2 separate regions of the Aphis gossypii genome follow, and region 2 is linked to region 1. Evidence: chromatin contacts called from public Hi-C data. All regions are on one chromosome and are shown on one strand. The core of a region is the stretch at or near the end of the contact, and the rest is flanking DNA. Distances in the headings are between cores, read along the strand shown. Region 1 holds the start of LOC114122224 (tetratricopeptide repeat protein 7B). Region 2 holds the start of LOC114122205 (E3 ubiquitin-protein ligase ZNRF2).

What was found. A called contact is a pair of places that touch in the nucleus more often than the background predicts.
Region 2: a Hi-C map of whole body shows a contact between it and region 1, with 4 times the contacts expected there. The contact joins the promoter of LOC114122205 here to the promoter of LOC114122224 in region 1. A contact is called at or near these places in 2 of 2 Hi-C or Micro-C datasets (both in whole body).

What each region holds. Positions count from the first base shown.
Region 1 is chr1:58,580,185-58,587,986 of ASM2018417v2, forward strand. LOC114122224 (tetratricopeptide repeat protein 7B) reads left to right here and starts at 5,109. Exons shown (of 17, transcript XM_027984816.2): 1 at 5,109-5,240; 2 at 5,652-5,781; 3 at 6,759-6,910; 4 at 6,976-7,144; 5 at 7,231-7,443; 6 at 7,504-7,630; 7 at 7,694-7,802. The coding sequence starts at 5,667. LOC114122201 (lysine-specific demethylase 3A-like) reads right to left here and starts at 382. Exons shown (of 6, transcript XM_027984791.2): 1 at 1-382.
Region 2 is chr1:58,748,791-58,756,592 of ASM2018417v2, forward strand. It overlaps LOC114122205 (E3 ubiquitin-protein ligase ZNRF2), which reads right to left and starts at 3,067. Exons shown (of 5, transcript XM_027984793.2): 1 at 2,926-3,067; 2 at 1,459-2,110. The coding sequence starts at 1,831. All of the region lies in intron 7 of LOC114122222 (WW domain-binding protein 2), which reads left to right.

The DNA.
Region 1 (7,802 bases), core at 3,859-6,358:
TAGAATTCGATCTGTATGGAATATAGATCACGGCTGTACAAAGGTGTGTGAGTAGTAAGACGAACGACGGTGAAACGGTTGCCCGATCAAAGGAGATTTAGGATATTTTCTTAAATAACCGAATTTCTCTTCGACTTCGTCGTTGTCCTCTCGAATGGTTAATGTTGTCGTTATCATTAACAACACGGTACATTGTATTGGAAGTGCAGTCATCAGCCGTCGCTCGACATCGGTGACAGTGCGCACGCACGTACACGAGCACTCTGTTATCAATGTGCATCGGGAATCGGGATAACGGTAGGTACACAAGGAGTAATAATATGGGAATATGAGCTCTGTCTTATGGAAGAGTCTGATTTCCCGTGGTATACTATAATAATATGCCGTACGGGATAAATGATAAAAATATAATCACAGATAATTTATTTTGTGATAATATTATAATGATAATAGAAAAAATAATATTATTAAGGATTAAGGAATGATCGATTGACGACCACCGTCTTGGTAACCAGAGATAGGCTGCAATACTGTAATAAATAATAAATTAAATTAAAAACTATTTTTCACTGACCGTCTAACCCCGTAGTTATTTTGACCATATACTTGCCACTGACAAATAACAATTTGACATCAATAATTAGGTAGATATCGTCGGTTGGGTCATAGATGTATTCCCCCGGTTTACGATTCAAAATCATTGAGTTGGTTGTAATAATATTTTTGGTTAAATGACAATATACTATATAGTCAAAAAGATAATCAATTTCATTGTTAAATTGTAACGATTACTGATTAGGACTCAGGAGGTACTGAAATTCTAATTTGGTCTTTTTTTTTTAATAGGTAATAAAACGATTGTAGCTTAACTTTGGTATACTAGCTGACAGTCGACATCGTGGACTTAGATATGATATACCAACTTATATATTTATATTATATTATTATATTCATATTGTGTTTGCACCGCTTCATGGGTACTGTACTGTTTTCACGACGTTTAGTCTTTCATACATCATAATTTATTGAAAATAAATAAGATACATTAAAAGGGAGGTGCCGGAGGTAGATGGTACACGCCCCGTATTATCCAACTAATTTTCTTTTAAATAATGGTAGGTATGTAGCCGGAGCATGTTACACTACTGACTTACGAAAACAGACATGATATACCTAATACATAAACATTGAGGCCATTTCGAAATTTGTATGAACCAGACGTGTAGGAATATGTAGTGTATAGCTCCGTCCTAACGCAGTCTGTACAGAACTCTCACACTCATATATACCTACATACAGCGCCGGATAGAGAAGGTATCGGCCCACCGAGTTTTAGAATTTTAACCAGCCTTAAAAATATTAGCGGCCCATTTTTCAATAATATAAAGTCATTAATTCATATTTATATACATTTTTGAGCTGTTAATAGTAACAGAGTTTGGGGTATTCAAATATTTTCGATTATATATTACTAAGTCGGTCTAAATTTTAAGCAGCCCACCGAGTTTTACTCGGTAACTCGCCGGATCTATCCTACCTACGTATATACTGATGGACATCCAATAAAGATACTACCAAACGTCAAACAAATATAATATAACAATTTTTTGATGTTAACATTTTTACGCGCCACTCCCCCCCCCCCCCCAAAAAAAAGAAAAAGAATGTGTGTAAAAAATGGGTTTAAAGTGAATTGCAGATATAAATTCGATGTCACGAAATAGTGCTGTAACGGTCTCCCTCTGTGGACATGGCTATTGGAGAGCAGTGGCGACCAATGCCGTGGACAACCAGCATTATATCGTCACTTTCTGCGACCCACGCGCAATAACCAATCATAGTGACGCAGTGGACGTGGCTTGGAGAGCAGTGGCGAACAATGCTGCGGGTAACCAGCGTTATCGCCATCGTATGACCACGAGCAATAACCAACCACAGCGACGCAGTGGGCGAGACTACCCATACAAATACGAGTACAGAGCACGCTAGCATTCAGTATTCGATAGTCGATACGACTTTGCCGTAGCAAGATCTGCCCGGGGTAGACTTGCGAGTTTTAGACTTTCTCTATTTTAAACCGAAAAATAATAAATAGGTATTGGCGAAAACTAGCTTAGAAAGGGTAAAGGTATATCTAGGGCGTCAACGCACAAAAAATAATACTATAGCCCTAAAAAAAAATCTCCGGAGAGTGCTACACAACGACAAAGAAAGCGGCGAGCCCGTATTGCGGAAGCAGCTGCCACATTCCCGTCAATGTCATCGAGGAGTTCTCGACAGCACCCTGACAATAGTCCATTAAACCGTGCATGTGTGATATAGTTGTAACAACTGCTGAGGTATATCCTGATTCCTGATCTTCAATTGCCATCGACTACCTAGTGGAACTACTATATCCGTAACAATCACTTAGATTCCTTCGGCTCTGCAGTATCAAAAGCCGAAACGTATTACGTGTAATCCACCAGCTTCCCCGAAAATTCAAGTTCTATACCACCGATGAAAAGAAAATTTTTTGTTGGAAAGACTGGACTGTTTTAGCCATTACATTCGTCTATTTTCAAAGTTCTCAATCAGTGTGGACAGCCCAAGTAATTACCAATTTCTGATAATAATTTGTCAATATCTCAGACTGCCAAGTCCTTATCAAATAATACTTCTGGTGATTTCACTAGGTAGTAGGTAAGTTCAGGCACCAACGGCTGTTCATCTAAACGGCCTAGGAAAAATACAATTAATACAATTCCACCACAGACAATGATGATACCGGTGTATCCGATATTAATGTATTAAGTGAATAGTGATTGACCAAAATAAGGCTTAAAGGATATTAACAAATCAATATTGAGCGTCAGATACAAACTCTGACACACTATTTTTTTTTATTGTTTTATCTACAACTCGGTAAAACGATAAAAAAAAAACAGCCGGGTCGGCTCTGCGAGTTACCCAGTAAAACTCTCTTGTCTACGACAACTTTAGACCAAATTACGAAGCGCTGCAGAATGCTGATACAGTTGGGTTGGGTTAGATTAATCTAACCTAACTATGGATTCGGTTATTGAATATTAGACTGGCAGTTGAGCACAGATATAGTACACGGTTGTGTATAGGATATTGAACTCGATGTGCCGACTTTGTCCGATCCGATCAATAACTTAAAATTTTCAATTTCAAATATTAGGTTAATGTAGCCTGTAGGTATGTTTGCTCTTTGTTGGATGCCCAGTACCAGTGCCGGCGGAAGGCATGTGCGATCGCACAGGGCGGCAAATATTTTTGGAATTTTAGGGGCGGCATTGTTTATAAATAAAAATATGTAGGTAAATTATATAAGGGCGGTATATTAGAGGTAATTGGCAGTTTGGCACAGGGCAACCTTAAAAATTTAAAATTTCAGTTGTCTATAAATAGCTCAAAAAAACTCAAAATATTTTGAAAATTAAATCATGTAAGGAAAATGCCAATCTAAATAACTGGTAAAATTTTCAAGTATCTACGACTTATACTTTTTGAATAATAACAAATATTTAAAATCGTTATTAAGGATAAATCGTTATCGTTACGCGATTTCGTAAAAATTTTAAATTCAAACGCACTTAAAATTTTTTCTATAATGATGCTTCGAGTTTTCTCTATAGCTAATTGAAGAAAAACCTATGAAAAACTTAGTGTTGTGTTTTCAATTCTTAGTTATTAACACAAAAAATTTTATGATTTTTCAACTTCAAAATTACTTTCAAATTTTCGCGTTTTCGACAGATTTCGTAAAAATTTGAACTATAAACGCTTATAAAAAAAAATTGTGACTAACGATTTTTAATTTTTTTTAGCTACAATAAGAAGAACTCATAAGGAACCTTGTATTAAATTTTCAAGTTTTTTTTGGTCATCCAAATTTTTTTTACCGACACTTCAAAAAAAAATTCGCATAAAAATCGAAAATTTCAGTGGTCTATAAATAACTCAAAAAAAGTCAAACAAAAATTTAACTGTATATAGATAACACTAACATAAACATTTGGTGAAAATTTCAAGTATTTACAGTGATTAGTTTTTGAATTACAATACCATATAAAAAAATCAATTCGGTCGAAAACTGGTTTTGCGTAAAAATTCCCGTTTTTCCGTCCTTTTTTTTTTTAATTTTCTCGATTTTTTTGAAAACTGTTGGAAAATGTTTACTTTTTACCTCTATGATGCACCAAGGATATTCACTTTTTCATCGGAAACCACCTCCGAAGTTTGAAATTGAAGCATTATTTCGACTAGTTATGCTGTACACAGACACAAAAAAAAAAAACATACATCATTGTAAAATCAATACATTCATCACTCCGTTCAGAATCTAAAATGGTTTAAAAACTAAGAAAATGCTCTAAAATCGTCAAATATTGCCCTAATAATGCATGTAAGGTTAATTTTGTCGAAAAATGCAAAAAAAAGATTACCTACTTTAAAATAATCAGTATCACCCAAAACACATTTTATACTTACAGAGTAACGTTTCAAATCACCAGAATAAAGATACCTTTGCATCAAAATCCCAGCCCTGGCTTATTATACTATTCTATACTTCTATAGACTATAATAGTATAATACCTATTGATTATCTCCATAATGGCATAATGAATGGCAACTGGCAAGATGCTATAAGCATAGACTACTAACTAGTTAATAGGTCTATGGCTATAAGACCTTTTCAATAAAAAATTGCATACCTATACATTAGAAACGGACTACAGTTATTCTTATTATAGTAAAACTTAAATATAATAAAAACGGTTTATATATCTTAAATCATGCTACTAGGTAGGTATATTGCAAAATAATATGAACATTGCACGATACATCACTACTGTAAAGGGTTCAACATCATTGTCATCCAGCAGATAGCTCTATGATGAAAATAATTTTTGGTCGTTGTTGGTCGGTCGATGCCCGATGGTCTCATCAATCATCATAGATAATAATATAATATAATATTATGGTCTCAACTTACTTCCGTAGTGGTATAGTTGTTGTCACGTGATGTTTTTGTTATTATTTTTTATAATTTTTTCCGCACTATCAATCTGTCTCTCTCTTCTCAATGGATTGTAAAAATCTCAATCGTTTCTTATCATTAACGGCACCGCAGTCACAGTATAGTGCACTAGAGCGTGTGCTCGCTGGTTTGCGTATATTATGCGTGTGACAAAAATCATTCGTTTCGTAATTCGTAATCGACTTTCGACGAGGTACAACTTTACAAGTATTCCATATTATAGGTAGTATAATATAGGGCTGTTCACTTTTTTTGCTTGTCAGTATGAAGTAGGTGGACATTTTACTTTGGAATATCGTCATATCGTGATTTATGACCTTGAACCGATTACTTACTTGTTTGTAATTAATAATATTAATAATATTATTATTATCACTATAGCCTGACATGTAGTGAAGTTTATTGGATTGTGAATCCATGTATTATTTATGATTACTATTCAATTCATTACCAGTATGGCGTATTATACCGATTTTAGGATTTCTTATTGTTATTGCATTTAAAATTTAAAATAATTTACAAACGCATTCAGGTAGTGAAACCTGAAATTTCACAAGGTTTTCACTATTTTTTTAATTTTCAAATACGGTGATCTGTTTAAAAGACACATATCGGCGCAATGTCTAGTAAAAATGTGAAAAGCACTAGGGTCGAGTCAGAATTAGCCGGATGTCGAGAAGAAGGAAATTGGTCAAAGATATTGGAGCTTGTCGAACAATTGTCTTCTGGAAAAGGCAAGTATATTCAGATATAATATATACATAAATACTATATATAATTATAGGTATCTCAAAACCATCTAAATTGACAACGGTTGGCTAATAATTATCTGAAAATAAATTTATTGTAGTACAAATGCATGATAATATGCCTAATGATTTAGTAATAAAATGTTGACAAGATAATTAGACATAGGAAAATGAATAGGATTGTAGAAGTTGTAAAACTGAGTTATGTATTAAAAATTAATGATAAAGAGAGAAAAAGTTTAGATTTTTATCATTATAATAGGAGCCATTAAGGTAATATTCAAGTGGTGCCGAACTACTTTTTAGTAGATAGTGTAAATATATATTTTAACCACTCGACCCTACCTAGACACCCTCAAAAATATTATTTCCATTTGACCATTAATGATCAATGTATTATTATCTTCATGCTAAATAATTACCTACTTCTAAGTAAGTTATTCAAAATTATATAGACCCAATATTTTACCACCTCTAATTTTAAGTGGTGCGAATGCACTATCTTAAGTATGTATTCGGTGCCATTCGAAAAATAATTTCAGAACACTAACAAACAGGATAGTGCACTATGTAGATTTATTTTTTGTGAATTTTTGATTATAAAAAAAGTACATTTATTTATAAATTATATATAGTTAGTGAAATTATTGTTGAACAAATTAATATTAACATTACAATAGGTTATAATTTGTTTTACCACAATACTTATAAATACTTAACTACTATAATTTGACTGTATAGACATTTAATTTAATTAAGAGTATCAATGCAACTTTTATTATATCTATTATCTATTTAGTTAATATTAAATAATTCACAATTGTACTGTACTAAGTCAATTTATATTAAGATAGACATCTTGTATGTTTCTATAATTTGTTATAAGGGATTTTCCTGTAAATTATAATAAATAAGTAAATAATTATTATGCTTGTATAATTTATAATTTCTTCTGTTTTTAGCAATGCTCTACAACTTAATGGTTGGAGAAGCAAGATTAGAAATGTTTTTAGAGGAATACCCTCCTATTGAGAGCAATATTGCAAAAGCTTGTAGTGGTCTTATTGAAGCCAAATCATACTTAACCGAATCAATTAGTGAACTCTCTACGCAAGTAATAAATTAGTATTAATATTGGTATAATGTGTACTTTACTAACTTAATTCAAATTATTTCCAGTCTGGCTTGAGTATTGATAGTCATATGTTGCTTGCTAAACTATGTTATGCTTGTGGTGATTATGACAAAGCAATGGAACATTGTACAGAAGCCAAGTTGAACTCAATATTACAAACAGAATTACAAATTCGAAACATTAGGATATTGTCAGAGTCATTTGCAGTAAAAGGTAAGTTAAGCTTATTCAACATTTTACTGAAAGTAACTAGTTTAAACATAATTGTCATTGTATTAGTTTTATAATTATGATCATAGGCTTGTGTCAAGAAAAGTTAAGACCAGTTTCCAGTTCTCGTTTTAAAAAAACAGAATGGATTGAAGGTGTTATTAAAAACTATGAGCAGGCGGCCAATTTAGGCATATTGTATTTACAAGAACTGGACAACAAAGAAAATCAACTCATGTTGCCATCACCACTTGGTGGTAATGCACCGTTAATTACAAATAACAATTCTACATCTGGTACAGGTATTTTTTTTTTATTCTTACTTTAATATACTAAATGTTTGATATACATTTCTTTTAAAGGTTCTCATTCTCCACAGCCTGTAAACATGACACATTCTCTGAGTATCTTAGTAGAGACAGCTATTTTGAAATTACCTCAGTTGCTTATTGAGAGTTCAAACTATGCTGGTGCTATTACAACATTCAGGTAAAGCAATGAGTAAATTTACTTACATAAAGTAGACACTTACAACTTATGGATTTTGCTTAGGAGTATATTATCATCTTGTGAAGCTCATGGTAGTCATTCCATTAGACTTATTTTAACATATCAATTTGCTGAATTTCTTTTACGCAAAGTCTCTCCAAAATACTATTCA
Region 2 (7,802 bases), core at 1,817-4,316, 170 kb after region 1:
AAATTAAAGTTTAAGTTTAAGTAAGAAGATGCTAATAGGACATAGGTAATATTATATGTTTATCTCAATAGCATTTAATGGTTGAATTAAATTACTATTTAAATGTATAACATATATTATTAAATAAAATATAAATAAATAAATAAACTTGAGAAATATGTGAATCCAATATTTATGTAAAGACTATTTATTGTTTTTTATTTTTTACTTGTATAGTTTTCATTTTTAAGACAAAATGTATTAATATACTTACTATAAAATGTTTGTAAAAATTATCAATTAGGTATTATAGAGCAGTGCTTCTCAACCTAGGAGCCGTGGATGAATAACTAGAAGGCCTTGAAATATTTATTTCATTTAAAATATCTTCGATTTTTTAGTTATTTTCTTTACATTTCAATAATTTATTTGTGTGAAATAATGCATGCAAATTTAGTACTTCATTAAGAAAAAATAATTAATGATTTTGATTGAGGGAGAGCCTAGACAGTATTACATTAAATTTGAGGGGCCCTATTACAAAAAAGGTTGAGAAGCACTGTTATAGAGAACAAAATATAGATTAGAAAATTTACATACAACTTAAAAATGTTAATAATCAAAAAGTCATTAGGCTCTGGACTTTGTCAGTAGGACATTTAAAAAGATTAAAAATTAAATTAAAGTAGTTGTATACTCATCGTTTGTAAGTCTTATAATATAGTGAGTAATATAGTTAACTGTATAAAATATAAGTTAAATACACGCTGTCTAGTGGTTTCTCCTCCATTTTATTTTATTCAAATAAATGTTTATGATAGACTATGCTTATTTCGTTTGAGTGTAAGAATAATAAAATTAAAAGTTATTTAAAATACCTATATAATCACACAATATTGTGTTACAATCTCAAGCAACCAATAGATATGATATGCAAAAGAAAATATTAAAAATACTTATTTTTATGCATGTGTTATGAAACAAAATAATAAGATTAATTTTAATTCACAAAAATGTAATTATAAGCAGTACATAGTAGAAATTCACAGGGACAGAAACAGCACTTGTCCTTCCTCCCCCCTCAAAATAAAAAATAATTGGGTGGTAGGTATGTGTGTATATAGTGGATTACTAATAGCTGGTATAGATTATATACTTATATAATTATATTGTAAATGTAATATTGTATAATTAATTCATAAAGCTATAAATATATTTGGAATTGTAGATGATTAATAATGGTAAGTGGATGCTGCAAGCTGGTATATTTTTGGGTAATTTCCTTCATAAAAAAAAAAAAAATGATTTGTGTAACTACCTATAAGTAGTAAGTACATGAACATAGGTTAGGTACTTAAAATAATCAGAGAATATTTAAGTTTTCCTGTGTAAGTATCCACCACAAATATACATATCACTATTATACCTTAGATTTATATCGATCGTTGTAAAATGAAAAAAGTAAGAAAAAATACATACCGTTGAATGGCCAAATATGTGCAGGTAACGAATGAGCCGAATAAACGCGTCCAAGACTAATATTAGCCGTGACTGTCGGACTGTCCAAGTTCTGGTCGTCGTTTGAGCTACTATCAGCCTCCAAGACATCTGTAATATCGAACCGTGGACTCGTCGAGTTGCTGTTGTTGTCGTGACCGTTGGGCACGCCGGATAGAGACCTGGCACGTTGTCTGTCGTTGGCTACAGCGCTGGGCAAGGAACGCAGAATGCTGAACCCAGGATTGCTGGCCGTCTGCACGGAATCCGGCCCATTGCCAGAAGAGAACGACCGATGATCGCCATGACTGGCGCCACCGTCATCGCCATTGGCCGTGCTGGCCTTCGCTCCCATTTCGCATGCAACGAACGTTCACGCGAACACCGCTTCAGGACGACGCGGACGAACACGGACGAGGGGAGCTCTGTGTTTGGTATGTCGCACGCGTCGTACTACTATGAGCGAACAACCACCGAAAGAAGACGTTCCGTCAAGCGGACGACGACGTCCGGAACATCCGACATCGATCGCAGCACCAAAAACCAACTGCGGACGTGTGTACTGCTGTTGACGCACTCCAAGATGTAAAGCGGACGACCAGAATTCACTTAGAATTGCGCACAGAGAACAAAACTTGACAGTTCCGATGGTACGAGAACGAAAACAAAGAAAATTAATAATGATATGATAATAAATAATAATAACAATATCACGAAAAATACGACGACGACGATTGTCTTAACGTAATTACTATGATAATATTCAATTAATTATTTATTTGTCGTTTCGATCATTATTTTTTATATTATATTTTAATATTTCTTCTGCCCTAGCTATTCGTTCGTCGTCTCTCAGATACTAGTCTGGTCTAATGTCGTCGCGCAGTTACAAATTGGTAGTTCTGATAATGATGATAACATGGTCAACTGGTGAAGTAAAAAAAAAAAACAAAAAAAAAAACAAATAACAAGTCCAGACGTATAACATTATAGCATAGCGACAAGAGAAGGGATTTCCTGATCAGCTGTTCTTCGACGTAATAATAATAAAAATATTATTTAATATTAACATATCGAAGTGTTCGGCGACTGGTGACGATCGTCCCCGTCGTATTTATTACATAAAAGTATAAAGGCCAAAGTCCCGATTACGACAGTATAGTCGGACACACTATGCAAAATTTAATAAATAGATAATAGACACACATTATGATGATATTATGACAAACATAAAACAACCCACCACGTATATTGTAATTCCGATTATTATTGCGATATCTACCTACCTATTTTATTGTACTATATATACTTAATTTCACGAATTGCGTTTACGTTTTGCAATTCGAATAATTCGATATATCTACATAATTATAATATTATGCGTATTATTATCATAGTCTATATTTCTACATTGTTATAAATACTATTTAAAACAAATTAAATACATACCTTCATGTATTATTATGATTTATGATCTACTTTTAAAAGAACTCGTAAATGCAGTATTCGTGATTGGTGACAGAAAAATTCCAACTACGAAAATTGAAAAAATTGTCGTTTTACAGGTATTAAGGTATTAATTTCTTTTTTTGATGAAGAAGAAGAAAATTATATTTATACTAAAACTAGATTAATTATTATTATGATATAGTATATGAATGTATGATTCAATCATAATGATTAATGAAGTTACTACGTCTTTTGTTTTCTTATAGGAATACCATTATAGTATATTAGTAATTTACAGTATATCAGTATATACATAATATATGAATATGATATAAGTATGGGTAGGTACTTACTACTTAGATTTATTTATTTATTTATCCAATATTCAAGAGCTATTGTCTTAAACAACTACTTGCAAAGTAATGAAATAATATCACTGATATCCTACACAACAAATTACAAAATACCTATCGCAACTAAAGGTTTAAATTTTGTCTTAACAGATAATTTTAAATTACTTATTATGTACAAATATATATTATTATATAAGGCATAAGTTAAAACTTATAAGTATATACTACACGTCTATATACATATACATAATATGTATTTACGAAAGTTTATGTATAGACAATTTAAATTAATTATCTACGTATTACTATAGTATAAAAACAACTAAATAAAATACAAATATAATCATTTACCTAGGTAACTATTATTATTTATTAGGTAGTAATTTTAGTTACCTACCTGGCTACCTAGTACCTATATGTATACACATTAATAATTCATGTACAATTTTATTGTTTTTAATGTAATCAGAATAAACAGTTTAAGATAAAAAAAATATACCTATATCTAAAAACCCAAAATATATTTTTAAAACTATAAGAACATAAGGTTCATGGTGAACTTTACTAAGTCTATTTCTACTTACTCTGAAGTCTGAAGTAGGCATTCGCCAACTCCCCCCCCCCTAAATTCAACACTGATCGTAACATCTTCACAGTTAACTTGACACAATGACACTGGTCTATAAAACTATAATACCTAGACACCTAATATAATATAGAATATATAGATTACAAAAATATACGATATTACTTCAAAAATCAGATTGTGTAATAGACGATTTTTATAAATTGTACCTAATAAAAATCTAGATTCCAAATGCTAATACTTTGATTTGATGTACTAAAAAATTTAGCTAAATTATAAAATAATTTATTCAATATTTATGCCATTCTCAACTCTCAAGACAAAAATCTATTAAACAATACCCAATTAGTACCCTTTTTACACACTTTACATTGTATAGAAAATCTTTAAAGTTACAATGATTTACAAGAATTTTTATGATATTTTTTCAAATTATTTGCGAGTTATTTACGAAGATTTTAGATTTTGAACGAAGTAATAAATGTATTAATTTTAGGTACGATGATGTGTATGGCTTTTTTGTGTCTGTGTGCAGCATAACTTTTAAAAATTCAAAAATTATAAGAATACAGGGACAATTTTTTTTATTAGCATCTGAAGATCAAATATATTGACAACAATTCGTCAAAATCATGAATATTTGTAAATTATTTTGTAGTTATGATTTATAAAAAAAAATTTGTTCAAGTAGCTAAGAGTTGAAAATTTTATACAAGATTTTTCATAAGTTGGCTTACAATAATTATAAAAGAACTTTAACGTTGGCCAATTAACATTTTTTATCCTTCGTTTAAATTTTTATTAATTTAAGAATTACTATAATCATAGGAACTTGAAACATATACACCAGTTGTTTAAATTGGCATTTTCTGTACACGGTTTAATTTTGGGTAAGGTCATTAAAACATAAACTACCTTTTTCACCACTCAGTAAAAAATTTATTCTAGGCTAACAAATCATCTCCGTTCAGAATCGTTTTTCGTATACAATGATATCCATAGCTGGATTCAAATTTAACACTTCTATATTATATAATAGTGATCCACATGGCACCTAATGTACAGGGTACAGCAGAGCGGTACCCACTTCACCACGCTTTTTTAATTATATTATTGTACCTAGGTATAAAAATAGATAGATACTTTATACTCATAACAGTCATAATTATGACTGTTAGGAGTATTTTGCACTACGTAAGTTTATGTTTTTAAGCGTACGGAATGAAAGTATTATACTTATTTTTTGTAAAACTATTAGATAAAATGGTATTATTCTACAGTGAGGAATAAAAATATGATAAATTTATTAGAATTGAAATTGTTTTTGATGTAATTAATATTTACAGTAAATTAAAATCGGATGTCTATGGTAAAACTTTTATACATCGGCTGAAAATATCGGTCGATGTATTCATACACTTGTGACACTATAAGTTTAGTTAACTTCCTTAAAAATGTATAAACATTCAACACAGATAATGATTTTTTACCTTTAAGTTGCTAGATCAATTCACTATATGTCTACATAATAATATACTGGAATTTATAAAGCTAATGCAAAGTTAGGTTATCTGATGTACAATTTTAACAGAATCAGAGTCCAGAGACAACATAATACCTATGCGTTGCAGACGTATTGCATTTTCAATGTCTTGATATTTTAATATGTTAATAATAATTGCTTAAATTATAATTGTGAACTTAGGTTTAAATAGGAGGAGAAATTGACTACCTTGAAAGACAGACTCTTGGGTCTTGGCCAATTGTGGTTGAACCATGTTAATGGCCAGTGGCCACTGAGGCAAATGAATAACTGTCGAGTGTCAACTGTGCGATGACTGTAGTTATCAATTAGCTCGATTATGAACTTTTTGAGTCGTGTCGAATCACCGCTCTTTTTTGACGCTAGATGACTTTGTGCTACTATACGTAATTTTTAGTTTTTTTGGAAAACCAGCGAAAGTTTAAATAATCAAAGACTAAGTAAAAGCTTTGGTGAATATTTTAAATTTGAATAGTAAATATCAAATATTTGGGTAAACGGACAATTTCTCACCCCATTTTTTTTTTTTTTGAAAATTAACTATTTAATAAGATTTTAGATTCTGAGTGCAGCGAGGAATGTATTAGTTTTACAATGATGTTTATTATTATTTTTTTTTTTTGTAAACACTTTTACTCCTCCTAAACTTGCTCAAAAGTATCAATTGTAGCATCTATTTTGAAAGGTAATGTTCTTGACTTCTTGAGCTGGTACTTTTGAGAAGTAATTTTTCAATTTTCTCAATGGTAGTTATTTAACGCCACAGGAAAAACACCGAAAAATTAAAAAAAAACCGAAATTTCAACTTCTAACGTTTTGGTTATCACCATAGAAACGAATAATATTTAAATATTTAATGAAATAAAAAAAATATTCTTTCGTCCGTTCAGAATCGTTTTTTATCGAATACAATAATTGCATTCAAATTGAATACTGCAAAATCACACTATCCTGTCTGAAGGCCGAAAGGGCGATATGTGGACAAACTTCCTCCAATGCTCACTTACTTTTTTTTTTATATAAATATAATAAATTATTATAAATAATTATAATATGTAGCTAAAAGATTGCCCACATAAAATATAATTAATAACTAGGTAATAAAAATGGTTCAAATTCCAACATAAAATGATAAATTTGTAAAAAATAGTAATTGATTTTTAATTCTTTCGTTACTTTTAAGCACATATTTTTTAGCCTTTGTTCATATTTGTTTATTTTAAAACCGTATTAGTTATGATATTTAACAAAATATCTTGTGAATTTGATTTTGGGAGTGCTCCAATGAATATAATATCTTAGTTTATATTTATGAAAAAAAAAATCCTACTAAACAATAAATAATATTATATTATTAAATAGTAAGTTAACTTAAAAAAAAAAATGGGAGGGAAAATGTCCTAGTACATAAGAAAAAGTCGGGGGGATGTCCGCCGCAATTCAAATAATTAATAAGGCAAGTTCAAATCTAGATTACTTTGACTTTAGTCAGAAAAAGTAAGTGAATCTCTTATAATTTATAATTTTTATAGTATGATAAATTTTAAAAATATGAAACCATTGAACTTTAATCAATTATTTTGATTTAACTTAATATCATATTTAATTAACTAACTAGATAATCATACTATTTATAACATCACAATAATTTTATTCAATATTTCAATGTCGGTTTGAAAAAATTTCGTTTTAAAATTATAATTTTTAAAAACGACAAAAATATATTTTAGAATTTTTGTTATGCATTTTTAAAATTATATTTTCAGAATTCCCCATTTCAAATATTATATTTTATATTTGTTACCATGATACTATTGGAGTGGAAGAGTGTTCCAAAAACTCATGATTGAAAATTAATATTTATTTAAACTAATTGTATACATAAATAAATTATTATATTTTCTGGGATGTGATTGATAAGAAATTTGCCTAAAGGTAATGATTTTATTTTATGTGAATATAAAATCTAATTAGATTTCATACAACCAAAACATTAGTTATACATTATACATACATAATTTCTATTATTGACCAGATGCCCCGCCTTTTATAGTAGTCCTATAATACAGAAATATGCTTTAAAAATTAAATAGTATTAAAATTAGTTGTTTATTTTTGATAAGATACAAACAATACTCACAATCTAACTAAGAATTTTATGTAACAGATCTTAACATTTGAATGATATAGACGATTACACTAGACATTCAGTTTTCAGCAGATGTAAAGGGTATCATGGCAGACAAACAGCTAACAACTCTTAGATCTAAGTAACAATTAGATCTTTATCATAAAATGGGTTAACTAAAAAATAAAAACACTTTTTCTACCAAGTTTTTATTTTTAATAAACCTAATTATTAATTTAGTAAAATAATATATAGGAATAAAACAAT